Regions from separate parts of the Danio rerio genome. Here region 1 is linked to region 2. A link is a contact called in public HiCAR-type data. All regions are on one chromosome and are shown on one strand. Each heading gives the region's core, a stretch centred on a gene start, on an enhancer-like site or on the middle of the called end of the contact. The rest is flanking DNA. Distances are from core to core; before and after follow the strand shown.

What was found. HiCAR-type assays count read pairs that join an accessible place to other places.
Region 1: a HiCAR-type map of caudal fin shows a contact between it and region 2, with 4 times the contacts expected there. The contact joins the promoter of acadvl here to the promoter of si:ch73-335l21.1 in region 2. A contact is called at or near these places in 3 of 18 Hi-C or Micro-C datasets (caudal fin, embryo and hematopoietic stem cells) and 2 of 4 datasets of contacts at active chromatin or transcription factors (caudal fin and gastrula embryo).

What each region holds. Positions count from the first base shown.
Region 1 is chr7:20,278,058-20,283,253 of GRCz12tu, forward strand. acadvl (acyl-CoA dehydrogenase very long chain) reads left to right here and starts at 1,428. Exons shown (of 21, transcript NM_212611.1): 1 at 1,428-1,594; 2 at 1,713-1,865; 3 at 2,418-2,487; 4 at 3,718-3,795; 5 at 4,023-4,095; 6 at 4,805-4,869. The coding sequence starts at 1,795. LOC141375342 (a long non-coding RNA gene) reads right to left here. Exons shown (of 2, transcript XR_012383237.1): 2 at 1,499-4,642.
Region 2 is chr7:20,125,666-20,130,562 of GRCz12tu, forward strand. It overlaps si:ch73-335l21.1, which reads left to right and starts at 1,837. Exons shown (of 5, transcript XR_012383234.1): 1 at 1,837-2,516. It also overlaps a transcript of acap1 not described here.

The DNA.
Region 1 (5,196 bases), core at 178-2,677, 150 kb after region 2:
ATATCAACAAGACAGGACGTGTGCAAAGCAACTGGAATTAAAAGATCTGTTCAGCTTGCTGTGATCATAAATCATCATCAAATGTGATCAAGAATGAGTTTTACATGTTAAAAACGTTTTTTAAAACCGTGCACGTTTCTAATGAATTACAGTGATTTTACTGTCTTCATCACCACAGCCGCATGTCACCACAGTTACAAAAGAAAACGCTTCAGTCCCGGTTTGTGGCAATAAAAAATGTTTTTTTGTACATTAACATAGCAGATATCCATACAGGAGTGAATATTAATGTGTATCCTGTCACAATTGCTTAGTATCTGTGTGTGTGTGTGTACGTGAACTTTGTAACGACATTGTGTGTGACTCATCGTTGCAACTCCACCAAAAAAAAAAAAAAAAAATACATCAAATAATAATCGGGCAATATTTAATCTGTATGTATTTATCTGCTAATTTATAAAAATTACAATATTTTTTGCCTTAATAATAAACAAGACTGGTGAAGTCATTTTTTCTGTGAATGTATACCATGGGTGTGTTAGTTAACCCCTTCAATGTTATAATAAATGTTCATAAATCAAACGGTTATTTTTTAATATGTAGTAAGGGTTCACATAACAAAACAAAACTAATAAATTTCTTTGTGAACTGAACTGATACAAAGACTTTAGAATACTGAAGCTCATTGGTGGAACTCAAGGCTTTCCGCTCATTCTCCTATGGGTATGAATCACACAACACACAGTCTCACACACAAACACACACACATACACAGTAATTTCTGTCATTTGCCACTACGCTGACACATAGACATTTGTAGCTCCGCCCTCTTCTGAAAAGAGCACAATCTCATTTAAATTTAAAGCGACAGTCACCATAATTAGGATCTAAGCCTTAAAAGGTCTGTTTCAGGGAGCTAGAGAACATCATCTGTGTGCTATTTTAAGCTCTATATAAAAACTATACAGGAGGCAAATCATTCTGACTGTATACTTAATATAATTTAAGAATGTATTTTGAAGAAAGCTGAGAACTATTGACTTGTATAGCAAAAACTAAACAAGATATTTTAGAAAAATATTGAACAGTGGTAACCATTGACTTTTATAGTATTTGCTTTTCCTATACTATGCAAATCAATGATTACCCGTTTTCAACATTTTTCTAAATATCTTCTTTAGTTTTTTTTCTATGCAAGAATATCTTCAAGATTACTGATAGTGGAATGGTTGCTAAGCAACAGCTACAGACATCCTATGACAGACGTAAGGCTCAACCAATCAAAATGTGGCGGTATTGTAGCGCCTGTCCCGAAGTGTCTTTAAAAGCTGATCTGAGATCAGTGGTGTTACATGACTCTTCCTTCAGTGCTAACGTAAAAGATCTGTACTTCCGGTAGTCGGTAAGCAGCGCGGTGACTCAGGGAACGTCGTATCACAGGACTTTTCATATTTTGACTGCCATTTCATTTCAGTCTTTTGTATCAGAAGTGTTCGTGTGTCGCCACAATTGTGCACAGGAGGAGGGTCCTGGTCTGCGGTGGGAAGAGCCACAATCTAAAAGAGAAAAGTCACTCAAGGACGAAATAAAACAGGTTCTGCTGCATTGTAGGGCGCTCAGTCTTGACCAGAACCCATTCACCTCTTGCTGGACGTTGTTGTCCTTTTATTTATCAACGTTTCTTGACTTTTTAATTCGTATTCGATCCATAGGCAAGTTCCACACTTCCGGTTGAACGGAGATAAACAACGTTCGGCAAGAAAGAAGAATCTCGGCCTGCTCGTCATCATAATAATGCTGTTGCGTAAAGTTACGAGTCCTGCGATCTGCAGCTCCGTCCTCCGTCTGCAGCCGGCTATTACTGGGTGAGACTCACTGTTTTCATTCAGCTCGAGAAAGCTTATTGTGTTTAACGTTACTAAAAATATTATCACTATCTGTTTTCGTTAAGTGAGGGGGGGGAAATTATCGGATATACACGCCAACTAACTTAAATTTGAGGTTGACTGTCAAATAAAGTAGGTAATTTATAATGTATACAGTTGTCAACATTTGAAGTGGATCAAAACCTTTCATCGAAATTCTTCTAGTCCTATTGAACAACACTCATTTCTGTTTGTCAATTTGAAAATGTTTCGATTCACTTCAAATGTTGACTACTGTTTATATATACTACATAGCCTGTTAAGTAATTGTAAAATATATAAATAATATCAGCTAGCTTCATATAAACAAATGAAAACAAGCTGATTATTGATAAATGTTTATAAAATTATATTGAATCTCATATATAAGGATAGCAAAGCTAAAACATGAAAATACATTTATACATCATGTGATGTATGCTTAAAGGTAATTAAAAATACATTTGTCTGTCATTATGTAATAATTATGATTATGCTTGATCAAATTATCAGGGCACAGCGGCAATCTGGAGCACTTGTGGGAGTTCAGAATGTTCGTCTTTATGCGAGCCAAACTGCAGAGGTGAGACTCTTGGCTTCATGTCATTATTATTATGTATTTATAATTACTTTTTGTAACGTTGTTTTGTAAGTGGTTATATCACTTACATACTTTGTGAACTACTCTGGCCAATCCAATAAGGTCCCATGGAAAAAACAGGTGCTTGTTCTGAGACACCCAATAATATAAATCTGGAGTAAAGTTCACATCCAGTTCACATGACACACAGGCTTGGCAGTCTGTGTTTTACCATGCGGTCTTGTGTGTCACGTAAATATTATGGTTTAACTACAGCAAGTCTACGTGTTAGAAATTATAATTGGAGATGGAAGAGACATATATAGTTATTTAGGATTGATTCAGTATCAGTTTGTTTTGTAAGAAGACATTATTTGTTTTGTTTGTGTGAGTGAGGGCTTATCAGGGAAGGTTATGTGATCCTTGTCATTGCTCTTTGCTCTACTTGGCTGCCATTTTTTTTTTTTTTTGGCTTTTTGTGATGCCATGGAAATTGTCTGTCACTTTGTCACACTGTCCTTGAACCCAGTCAGAATAACTTAAGAAGTCCACACCAAATGTGAAACCTTCCTCGTTCTTTAGATTGCATGTACTTTCAATAAACTAGTGACCTAAGTCAGTGGTCCTCAAAGTTGAGGTAGGGAGACAATGACATGGAGGTCACTTGGTGATTTCCAAAAATCTAATTTATTTTATTAAACTATTATAAAGACCATATTTTATCCATAACCTACTGCAGTAAAAAATAGTAGTTACTAGTTATATTAAAAACATGCAAATAAAAAGCCATCAGCCATTCAATTCGACCCCTGGGATGATATTGTTTTATTAAAGACACAGTACATTGATTTTATAGCACCAGGTTAATCTTTCTGACACCTTTACAGCACTCGCGTACATTTAAAAATAAATACAGGCCACAACTGAACATGAAGGATGATCTCTGAGTAGCGTTCTTCAAAATTAAATGTCAATAGACTTGGGCCTATTGGTATGTGTGTGCCAGTGTGTAAGGTTTATATATTTATAATCGCCTCAGAGGATATTGGGGGTCACGAGTCACTGGCATTGTAATTTTGGGGGTTGCTGGCTAAATAGTTTGGGAACCCCTGATCTATTTCATGTACAATATTAACTTGTGATGTTTGTATAATACTGAAAACATAAGAATGCTGTAGATTTGTTCCACAAACGTGAACAGACTGATAACTTACTCTTGTTATTTTTGCTAAGGCTGTTCTGGACAAGAATGTAGTCAGCAGAGACACCACCGCGACTGCTGAGACGGTTGATAAAGCAGTCGTTAGTGTGGTGAGTAATTATGCAGATGTTCATATTGTGTATAAATTCTTTTATGCATATGTATACTATATGCTTATAAATTCAGACACATTTAATCTGTGTTTAAGAGTCTTATCATATGTTGGAATGCTAAAATTTTATATTTGTTGAGATAATTTTAGTTATAATAAAGGTAATGACAGGCTATTGAAATCTTTCGATAATGGAGAAAGTATACACTTATTTTAATTCACTAGGAATCAAAGTCTTTTGCTGTCAACATGTTCAAGGGACAAATCAGCACTTCACAGGTCTTTCCCTATCCCTCAGGTGAGTTTGTTTTCTTTGTGCCAAAGCATGTTTTAGATGCAATAATGGGCTGTAAGCACAGCTAGTGTTTTTTAGCCAGTGATAAACTTCCGATGAAAGGTTTTTGTGGCTATTTTCAATTTCATAAGGTTCCTTTAACAGCATCAATGTTGTAATGTAATTCACATATAATCCGTTAAATAGACTTAAGCGTCCATTTGGTTGGTAAAGCGTAAAAAGAGATGAAAAACTGTATAAAAGAAGTTGCAGTCATTAGCTGCAGACTAGCTCAGATATTTCATTGAAACTACTGGAGTAAAATTAATTTCCATATTTTAAAGATGTGATGTGTAAAAATATATTTTATTGTACATCTTGTTTGGTCTGATACCCACTTTATATCGTATCACAGCCAGGCAGTGAAGGTTGCGGCGAAAAAAAGAAAAATGTTATTTATTTATTTATTTATTTATTATTTTTTTTACTTTTGTTTGGAATGACAATTCACTGGAAGCCTTGGGATTGTCTCTCTGAAATTAAAAGTTTTTGTGCATATACCCTATTAGACCTGGCCCAACATGAATATTTCGAACAATGAAACAATGTTGATTTTATCGTAAAAGTACCATATTATTTCTTTTAGTTTTTGTTGTGCTGTTTTTATGCATTAAACACACATCCATGTTTTTAATGTAATGTAATTCTGAATGTTTACTCTTAACCCTAATAGTGCTTAATGAAGAGCAGTCACAGTTCCTCAGGGAGCTGGTTGGACCATGCAGTAAGTTTTTTGAGGTAAGTTCATTTCAGTTTTAGAATCACTTCTTTTGTTTTATGGACTGATTTCTTTAATTATTTGAACATATTCGAAACATGTATTGCAAAAATCAACCAGTGGACAATTGTGAGAGAATTAGGAGAAAAATGTAACCATTAAGCAGGTCGCACACCAGAAGCGCCGCTCGGCGCCGCGACACAGCGCGTACATGACAGTTTAAAGTATCACACACCAGACGCGCACATTCGAATGATATTTAACATGAAACTAATCAGATGGCGCTCTGTGGCGCGGCTGAAAAATGAACTGCGTCCTGAGCCATCGCTGGGCGCCGCCGACTTGCG
Region 2 (4,897 bases), core at 587-3,086:
TCAACAATTACGAACCTGAGAATAACTATTCAGCTCAATTAATCTTTATTCTTATTGCACTTTATGCCATGTAGATTGAGTTAAAGCAGCTTATGAAGAGAAAAGTAATATGCCAAAACAATATGTCAGATAGTGGAACATTCAAGTATTTCAGCAGGCAGGATAAGCTGGTGTAGTTAGCATAAAATTAATGCTAATTCAGTTTATTCATTCATTCATTTCCTTTTCAGCTTAGTCCCTTTATTCATCAGGGGTCAACACAGCGAAATGAACCGCCAACTTACCAGCATATGTTTTATGCAGAGGACGCCCTTCCAGCTGCAACCCATCACTAGGAAACACCCATGCACACTCATTCACACACATGAACAATTTAGTTTACCCAATTCACCTATAGCGCATGTTTTTGGACTTATGGAAACGGGAGCACACCCACACAAACACGGGGAGAACATGCAAACTCCACAAAGAAATGCCAACTGACCCAGCTGGGGCTCGAACCAGCGACCTTCTTGCTGTGAGGCGATGGTGCTACCCATTGCACCACGGTGCTGCCCTGATTCAGTTCTGTTTTATGTAAATGTTGACGTTCAGTTGAATTCAGTTCCACTGAAGCAGATAGCTCTGAAGTCTGCAACCAAGCAACAGACAGCCTAGTTTTAACAAACATTTGTCAAGAAAGGTTCGTTCTAACCTTTAACTCCCAGAAGTCATTTACAGAATATCCTTGTTGACCCCAGAAGAGGTGTGACAGGGGTGCCCAAACTTTTTCTTGTGAAAGACCAAAATCCAAGCTTGATTGAGAGCTGTGGGCCGAAAGTAAACAATGCAAACTATTAAAGTTGCCACGTTTATTTTCATAATTTATATCATAATATTTAAAAATAAATAGGAAAAATTACTTTAACTGTATTTACTAATGCGTTCTAATTTTTCAAAAATGTATATTATTATAACAAACCTATTACAAAACCATACAAAAAGTTCCACTTATAAAACATCGGTGTTCAATGCTGAATAGTCAAGCTGAACCTGCATTTGCCTTGATTTGAATGCTGATTCCTTTTGCTTTGTCTCCTATTCGTGCATACCTAATGTTTGCACAACATTTTAAAAATCTGATTCATTTACAACATTTAATTAAAACATATGATTTCATTTTGCTTTTTTTGTCTCTCAACAATAAAACAAACAAACAAACAAAAGGTTACATTAAAATAGAAACGAAAATTTCTGTTAAAGGCATTCCCCAACCATTCCCAATCAATTTATCTCTGGCAGGCCAAATCAAAGGATACAAAGAGCCAACTTTGGCCCGCAGGCCCTAGTTTGAGCATCACTGGTCTACAAAGTTATGAATTTAAAAATATTAATGAAATATAAAAAATATGTTTATAAACAATTTCAAGTTACAAATTCAAATACATTTAAACAACTTAAGCCTATCCTAGTCCTTTTTTAGAAAGTTATCAAACACATTTCTCATCGATATTTAAATATGAAAGAAAAAGTTGTAAATGAGTAGTAACATTGTAAAAACACAGTAACGCTCAGAACTTAAAAATGTTTTCACATTCAGATATTAGCGTGAGGTTCTTACTTAACGAGATGCACTTTTTTAATGCATGAGAATTAAAAAGTGAAATTAGTTTTATGCCGAGGAGGATGAAATCCGATTCTGGTCCGCAACCTCGTGCTATAGCCTCTCTCTCTCTCTCTCTCTCTCACACACACACACACACACACACACACACACACACACACACACACACACACACACGCTCTCTCTCTCTTTCATAGCCTGAACTACAGAAGCCCGATGAGTGACAGAGCTTCACAGTAGCAGTGAGGGCTGCTCTGGAGAGGAGGGGTGCTGGGATCTGTCTGTCTGTCTGTCTGCTGTACGCTACACTAATGAGATTATTCAACTCGTAAAGCTGCTTCTAAATAGTAGTAGTTGTGTCGCTTCTCGCACGCCGCTCCGCATGTGCTCTCTTGCTCACACATTCAGCTCAAGCACAACCGCAGAGCTCAGTGACATTATTTTGGGAAGGAAACTGCTTGTTGGAGCCTCTCTCGCCCTTTGCGCACATGACTTTTTTCAAGCAACGGATTGTGCATTTGTTGTCGTTCGCTACTTTTAGGGCTGAACATTGATTGAGAGAGCATGGAGAACCACATGGAGCTGCAGAACAGCACGGAGGACGTCCGCAGGAGCGGCTATCTCCGCAAGCAGAAGTCCATGCACCGGCGCTACTTCGTGCTGCGGGCTGCTTCGGAGCGCGGCCCGGCCCGACTCGAATACTACGAGAGTGAGAAGAAATTTCGTGGTAAAGCGCCCGTGCCCAAAAAGGCTCTGGCGCTGGAGACGTGCTTCAACATAAACAAACGGGCAGACTCGAAGAATAAACACATGATAGTGCTCTACACGCGGGCGGAGAGTTTCGTGGTGGCGGCCGAGAACGAGGCGGACCAGGAGGAATGGTACCAGGCGATGGTGGAGCTTCAGTGCAAGAGTAAGTCCTGGAGATGGGTGTTAACGTGGCAGGCGTCGTTTAATTGCATCTTGCATTTAAAAACGGTAGAGAACACATCCGTAGACATGCTGACTGCATGCTGATTTTGGGTACGCAGCTGCAGTTTGGTGTTGAAACAACAGTGTTTTTCTTCCTCTCCAGAAAAGTGGTTGGGCCCCAAAAGTTGAGTAGAGGGGCCCACTTTGCTGTGGAGAAGGGAAAGTCTGTTACTGAAGTTCATCTTGCTTTCTTATCCACGCTGCCACCTGAGCGTGTGTTATCGTGTCTTCTCACTATAGGGCTCAACTTGAGCAAACAGTTGAGATACACACCGCAAGGTCCCTAGGTCATCTTTTTCTAAGTATTTCTGTCAACGCATTGCAATAGCACATGTAGAAAATGCTGTTTCGGTCTGCAGGGCAGAAAGTGTGAGATAACTATGATATTTTTCTAATAAGCAGTCGATATCAATAGGCTGAGGTTTCTTTCATCTTTTATGATAAACGGCTCCTACATTGGACTTTGGGGCTAATGGCAAAGTTAAATATGCCGATTAAAATAAATATTTTTTCTGTTACTACATTATCTTAAAAAAGCTCATCTTAATTCAAAAAAGTATATTGAATTTATTAAAAAATAATAATAATGAGGCTCAATCATGATGCTGAAAAACCATTCAGTGAATAGTTTAATAACGTGAAAATCATGTTCATAAATCAACCTTTTATTACACTGTAAAGAACATTTTGAAAAGGCTGCATGGAAGTTAAAGGTTCTTTATGCAAACACCACACCAATAAATATATTTTTTAAACAGTGTGGTAATTAAAAAAAAAAAGTACTCCTCCCATAATTACTGCCAAATTAGCTTTAAATAAAAACATGATAATTCTGTAACAATTTAACACATTTCATTCATTTTATTCAGTTTGAGGCATAATTATTTTTTTGTAATTAACTTGTTCCTTTAAGCAGGGGTGCCCAAACCTTTTCTTACAAACCCGATTGCTAGTGGGCCGAAGGGAAGGTAAAAATAGTTGCCTTGGATACTCCCTAATTTATTAAATTATATTTTAAAATAACAATAAAACATTGCTTTATATTAACTACATTTTTCAACGTTTTACTAAACTTATTACAGTAAAAACAGAGAGTTTTATCTCATTTATAGCAGAATGGAGTTACACTAGTTAAGCTGCACCTGATTTTGCAATGATTTGCTTGCAGATGTCTTCTGCATTGTCCGCTATTTGTCAAGTGACAGTATTAACATTTTTACTAAGTATTCATTTATGTATTTACAATTAACATTGAAATTAAACAATTTCAGTTGGCTCTTTTTTGTAGCTCAGCAATTAAAACAAACAAAAAAGGTTATTTTAAATTAGAAATGACAATCTGTTAAAATCATTCACCCAACCCTGCCCATCATTCTTACTGTCTTTTCAGATGAGATGTTGAGCCGAATCAAAGATTGCAAAATAAGCCAACCTTGGCCCTAATTTGGGCATCTCTTGCCTAGAGTTATCAAGCTTTCCGTAATAAGGCCTGTTCACACTAACAGTGAGAACTATGAAGTGAGCGATAATGATTACTATTCCAGTGTCCACACCAATGCACAATACAATTCTGTTTACTATAAAGCCCAATTCACATGGCACAGGCAGTTGTCAGACTACGACCCAATGAGCACCGATTCAGCATGTTCAATCGCCGAAAACAAGCTCGGACAGCCGCCAGACACAGAGAAGGGTAACATACTGATCTGACAAAACAAGGCTGTTGCCGTCTGTTGGTTTGGTGTGAATCAGATTTAAACCAGCATTGCTGTTTTGTCATTTGCAGCTTTAAATGCTTGCACACTTTAAAACAGAACCAAGTGTATGCAGTTTTCATTTCTTCTAGTTGTGAATGATCTTGTGAGATTTGTTTTCATTTTTGTCATGTGCAGAGTATTCCGCTTCAGTGCAGAATTAACTAAATCTCTATTAATGCTTCCTAAAAGCAGCGAAATGAATCACATGGACGTTTTCTTTATCTGTATTTCAAAAGATATTAAATATTATATAACCTGTCACTCCTCTTAGAATAAACTGTACTGGCGAAAGCAGGTACACTTGCAAAGAGTAAACAGACAAAAAGGGCAGTGACCGTGACTCCTACAGCAATTACACAGCCCCGCATGTTCCTTGGCTCAAGCAGATATACCACTAACTAACCTAATGTGATGCAACCCTTGCAAACCAATATAAAAGGTCCAAAGTACTATTACTGCATTACATAATGAGAGCACCAAACCACGTGCACTTTAATATCTCATATATTGCACACACAGAGAAAAATATGCAGATTCTGACAAGGTTTTGTCTGCAAACAAACAG